Regions from separate parts of the Oryzias latipes genome. Here region 1 is linked to region 2. A link is a contact called in public Hi-C data. All regions are on one chromosome and are shown on one strand. Each heading gives the region's core, a stretch centred on a gene start, on an enhancer-like site or on the middle of the called end of the contact. The rest is flanking DNA. Distances are from core to core; before and after follow the strand shown. Region 1 holds the start of LOC101162485 (transmembrane protein 14C). Region 2 overlaps ofcc1 (orofacial cleft 1 candidate 1).

The links. Hi-C and Micro-C count contacts between places; a contact is called where the count stands out from the background.
Region 1: a contact with region 2 is called in a Hi-C map of gastrula embryo, with 1.7 times the contacts expected there. The contact joins the promoter of LOC101162485 here to the enhancer-like site in region 2. A contact is called at or near these places in 2 of 5 Hi-C or Micro-C datasets (embryo and gastrula embryo).

What each region holds. Positions count from the first base shown.
Region 1 is chr20:13,132,324-13,135,023 of ASM223467v1, reverse strand. LOC101162485 (transmembrane protein 14C) reads right to left here and starts at 1,430. Exons shown (of 5, transcript XM_004080976.3): 1 at 1,299-1,430; 2 at 763-850. The coding sequence starts at 1,415.
Region 2 is chr20:13,017,580-13,020,279 of ASM223467v1, reverse strand. It overlaps ofcc1 (orofacial cleft 1 candidate 1), which reads left to right. Exons shown (of 24, transcript NM_001122920.1): 6 at 352-435; 7 at 2,534-2,700. Among protein-coding and RNA genes, the nearest start is that of ofcc1, 12 kb to the left of the region's middle. Within about 2 kb of position 1,334, at least 1 of the 8 cell types and tissues checked has an H3K27ac peak or open chromatin away from gene starts, as enhancers often do. A contact at or near this core is called in gastrula embryo, where this site is marked.

The DNA.
Region 1 (2,700 bases), core at 181-2,680, 110 kb before region 2:
TTATGATTATTGTTTTCAAGACTTCATTCTGAGATGTGGAAGGGCTGCTAGTGTGGAGCATCCCTCCCTCCCAATTGCTGAAAGCTTTGTTTATATAATCTCCTTCTAGCTCACAGCCCCGCACAAACCCCCCGTCTAACACTACTGGGGCAACAAAAATGGCGAGCAAAAGCGAAGCTTTCCGGCCGTACAGTTTTGAGCCAGATGGCAGCTTGTATGACGAAAACAAAACGTACATGGATCTAGTTGTTAACAAGTGGATGCATCAGAATGGAGAAAGTAGAGCTCGTGGCCTGACCAGCGAGTTTTCTGTCACAAATAGGGTCTTTTTTAGTAAGAATTTGAATAAAGAAATACTTAGAAATGCAACTTTAAGCTTTATTTTCTTGATATATTTCCTCCATCATCAGAAAAACAAAATAAAGTCAAAAAAACCCAAAAGAAAAAGCAGAAAACTGATCTTCATTTTTAGAATGGAAAACAAATTATTGTTTCATAGACTGCTAAGCTGATCATAAGGTTCACAAAAAAGTCTAATTTGATGCAATCCCAAATAAATATAAATAATATTTTCTATGTGTATATTTAACAGATTAGGAAGAATTTCAAGTTGCACATTCATTTACCAAAAGAAACATATTCAAAGATCCTTAATGTGTGCTTTCACTTAGCGGTACATCCAGATTATATCATCCAACAAGGAAACAAACAGCCAGGAAAGGCTGGATCACGTGTAACCAGGTTAAGACCGGCTCATCTCACCTGCTTTCACATAACCAATGACTCCCCCGGATGCCACAAGAGTGGCATATCCATATCCCACCCAATCCACAGACATGTTGTTGGACACCTGTCAGGAACACAATATGTTCAGTGACGTCACACAACAAGCATCAACAACGACTTCATATTACTCACAAAGGCACAAATATCCTTAAAAAGGCGGTCTGGTTCGTTCAAAACAGAGTCATTATTACACAAAACAAGCTGAACAAGAAACAGCTGCACAAACATGCTAACACGAGGATGTTTGTCAGTCTCGGTGACACTGACGTGTAAACTTACAGGGATGTAAGAAGTGTGTCTGCTCTCAGAGATAAGGCTAACTAACTGTTGGAGTCCAGAGCCAGCACCAGCTTGAGTAGCAGATTTACTTATTAGCACACAATGTTAGCTAACACGGCACACGAGGCACGAGCGTCATTGCGTAAAGTTATGAAATACCAATTTCAACGAAACGAGACTTTTCTCAAGTAATATAAAATAAAGAAGAAAAATGGGGAAAGGGGGGTTACAACCTTACTCATTGCGTTTGCCCTCTGCCTCCTCAGCCACGACTTGTTCTTGACCGAGCACAAAATAATGCTGCACGTGAACTCTTTCTGTTGGTTGATGGGAAATGTAGGCTGTTCCATATGAAGGCGTTGACCGAACCAACAGAGGATGAACTCCTCGTAACATCAACGAAATTGATTTCAAATGCTGGTCTGGACTGTTGCGACCATAAAAAGGAGAGATACTGCAATAAACTGAGTTTACTGCATTACAATTAATATCGGGGACTGTGTAAAATTGTTAGAATTGGATATCCCACATGGAGTGGGTCAGTGGTTCTCTACCTTTTCTCAGGATGAATACTAGACCTACTTAACAAAATGAGGTTCCTGAATGGGGTCCTTATTGGGTGATTATCTTTTCATCAGATGTCAGATGCTCTCATGTTTAACCTTTGGAATGAGTAGTCTGTTATAGTGTACTACAAGTACACTTGGTCTAAAAGTATAGATACTTTTAGTTCCCTTTTGATTTACTATCTTTAAATTGTAAACCTAAAATGTTCCAATTTAGTCGGAAAAACTTGAAGAATGCAGTTTTACTCGTGTGGTCTATAGGGCATTTTGTTTTGAAGAAGAAAGACAAAACAAAACTGACAACTGAATCAAACTTATTAGTTTGATCATTTCTCTTGTGCAAAAACATTTCATTGAATAGGTGATGTTCATAACCTGAGAAATCTGAATGAGGCTCATGAGTCTTTAGATTATAAATAGATACAATACTTTACTAATTTATATTTAGAACTTCAAGATCCAGTAGCAGGTTATTTTTTGATTAATTTGCATATTCTGCATCTTCTGCTGTAACTCCTGCCACAAACCTCCCAGATGGAGACTTCATATCAAATACCTGGACTTGGCTCTTATCAATTTACCCTTTTTTTTTTATTCCCCAACTTTATCTTTTAAAATGTAGTATTATTTTTGAAAGCTTTTTTTTAAATTCCTTTAAAATTCCGTTTATAATACCAGCTGTGAGCACAAATGTTACATTTCACTGCATCTCCAGCACAGGGGTTCAGATGTAAAGAAGAGCTGCAGGGAGGACATAAAAACTGTCAATTTATTAAAAAATGCTAAGCAATTATAAAAACTGATGCAATGAGTAGATATTAGGGACTCAGCAAGATTAATTAATTTTTATTTATTTAAAAAAAAATATTTGTCTTTTGACCATAATTGATTATTTTCTTCTACAAATTCAGTTTAAATTAAGTTTGGGCTGAATTTAAGAGAGGGACGTGGACTCGATAAGTTGTCAAACTTCATCCAAAAGCCTTTTTGAACTTTGCATATGGTCATTTATAATTATACTTCTGTTAGATGTTTATTTTTTATCTTATCAGTTTGAAACAAAATTAGA
Region 2 (2,700 bases), core at 85-2,584:
AAGTAATATGCATGTTATAATGAAACCTGGCTATTAATGGAGAAGCCATTTCACCTGTATCTTTTGGATATCACTGCCGTGTAATACCAAAGGATTCACCAAATCAAATCTCATCACAGCTTGACAGGTTGGCTAACAGGCATGTTAATGCTCCTATTTCATTACCCCTCTGCATGCACTTCATTTTCACCCCTCTCCAGCCACAGCTAATATCTCAGGTTTGCATGTTAAGATGTGCTTTAGATTGACTTCTCTGATAAGTACAAAGTAATTTTGAAGCCCGCTAATGCATGTAATTTGCCATCACTGCTGAAGATACTCTAATTTCTTTGTAATTGTCTTGATTTGTAGCAATACTGAACGCAGATGAAAACAGGCTGTACGAAAGGATGGCTGCCCTGCTGGAGGACGATGACACTTCTTTAGACATACCTGGTATGTATCTCTTTATAGTGATGCACATTCATAATGAGCTGTAGGTTGCTTAATTTAAACTAATTCAAATTTTATGTCAAGCAAATTTTGAAATGCTAAATCAACCACCTCTAAACGTCGTTTGTGCTCAATTTTTATTTTTATTTTTTGACACAATTCTAATTTAAATCTATTTTAACAGTGATTAGGTCAGATTTAGCCAGCTCCACTATGGGGTGCAGGTAGAATATCAGGGGTGCACGTCTGGGTGTGCTGAGACTTTAGGGTGTCCTATCCCTCCAAGCCTCTAAAATGTGGAGAAATCCATGATGTCATCATATCAGTTCATCTATCCACACACTGTAGCTATGTCTTATAGGTTGTATGTTTATTGATCTTCCTAACCTCTGAATTTACCGGGCTTGGGACCAGCACAAGTAGGGCACTTGTTTGTGGCCTGTTGAGGCTGCATTTACTTTTATTTTTCCAACTGCCTGTCTGTCCATCCTTATGTTTACTTCATTTGAATTGTGTGGGTTTTTTTTATTGTTGCGTGCTTGTTTATTTGTTTTTTGCATTTTTTAAGCTAATTTTGGATTTTGCAGGCCAATTTGAGAGGACAGTCATTGCATGGCCCCTGTGCCCATGTCTATAACAAGCTATGACAGAGGTGCAGATTCTAAACCAAATCAATACATTTCTTTTAATTGGAAAAAACTGAGAGTTAACATTAAAAAATCCGTTAACTTGAGGAAAAATTTTATAAGGACAAAAAACGAATATAAACAAGATATTCTGCAGGAAGTGGTGCCATAATAAAACAAATGGTAAACTAGAAAGAGGCTCACATGTGCTTTCCAGGCACAGCCATTGTCTCACAGTAGGCGTGTCTTCCCTCATTAGTTTGGTGAGAAGGCCAACACTGGGAAGGTTGAAGCTTAGCATTGTTCTGTGTGAAGACAGTCGTACCAGATCCTGTTGACATAGCGCACATCTCCCTTGTAATTCCCGCGCACAAGTGATGGGTTTAGGCCAGCTTCAACACGCTAGAATTTAGTAGGCTTGTATTATTTTCTATTGTTTTGGATTTAGCTGTACCAGCGAGATTAGCAGCCCTATTCATTGTCTCCGAATGTTCATGAAATCCCACAGTGAAAGTAAAGAGGATCTTGGATTAACAGTTCCAGGCAAAAAGGCAGGAAACAGGAAAAGAGAGGCAGGAAAAGAAAGAGACAGCTCTTCTGTAATGGAGTCCAACTCCTGTGACTGCCAGTTAGCACTTCAGTGTTTAAGACAATTACCTTAAGCAGTTGTACGAATGCCCCCCACCGGTACAGACTGCTACGTTCTTTGCAGGGGTAAACCGGCTCGGAGGTCCAAATGAACCAAATGCATTTTTTTACTTTTGTTTCCAAATTTACACACATATTTGGCTAAATGTATGGCAGAAAGCACAAACATGGCTAAGACAGTTAAATGTACATTTAAGGAAATTATTGTTTTATCCTGCATGTTTCCCCAAATATATCTTGTCCTGCCTTCCTTTGACTTCTTTTGTTTTTAAATGGATATCTTCAAATATAAACTGGCCCCACTGTACATCCAATAGAAAATAAAATTGAATAGAAACAGAGAAACACAGAAAAAAAAAATTACAATATTCACTCAAAATATTTTTTTCAATGTAAAAAAATAGTAGTATGAAACATCTATCTTGTGTGAATAATCGTACTTAAAAAATATATTTAAAGCAATTTTCCAAAGTATATTTTATGAGTACAATAAACAGATCTATTAGATTATTTTTAAAATTATATTTTAAAAATATATACTAAAAAATACTGCTTATATTAATGTAAAGATATGCAGTGTGCAGTAGAATATAAAAGTGATTTTTATTTATCTGTATGTTTGAAAGGGTTACTATTGCTCTTCGTAATTAATAAATCAGTTTTAATGCTTATCAAAAGAACCCAACTGTGTGAATGTGTGTGTTGCTGCTAAATATGCTCATCCATCAGTTTGGAAATCCAAGTGCTGCTGATGTTTGTGAAGGCACATAGATGTGTGTGTAGTAGTGTGTATGAGTCTGCTTACTCACTGATGCACATCTCTCCAGGTACACTACAAGCCTCCAGGGATGATGAGGTGTTGGAGGTGAAGGCGGGTGATCTGCTGCTTCAGCGGCGACTGCTGCTCCACAGTGGTGGTGATGCCTCGGGCTCTGGGCCCTCGCAGGCCCACACCACTGCCAAAACACGAGCCAAGGGTGGAGAAGTTGGACTC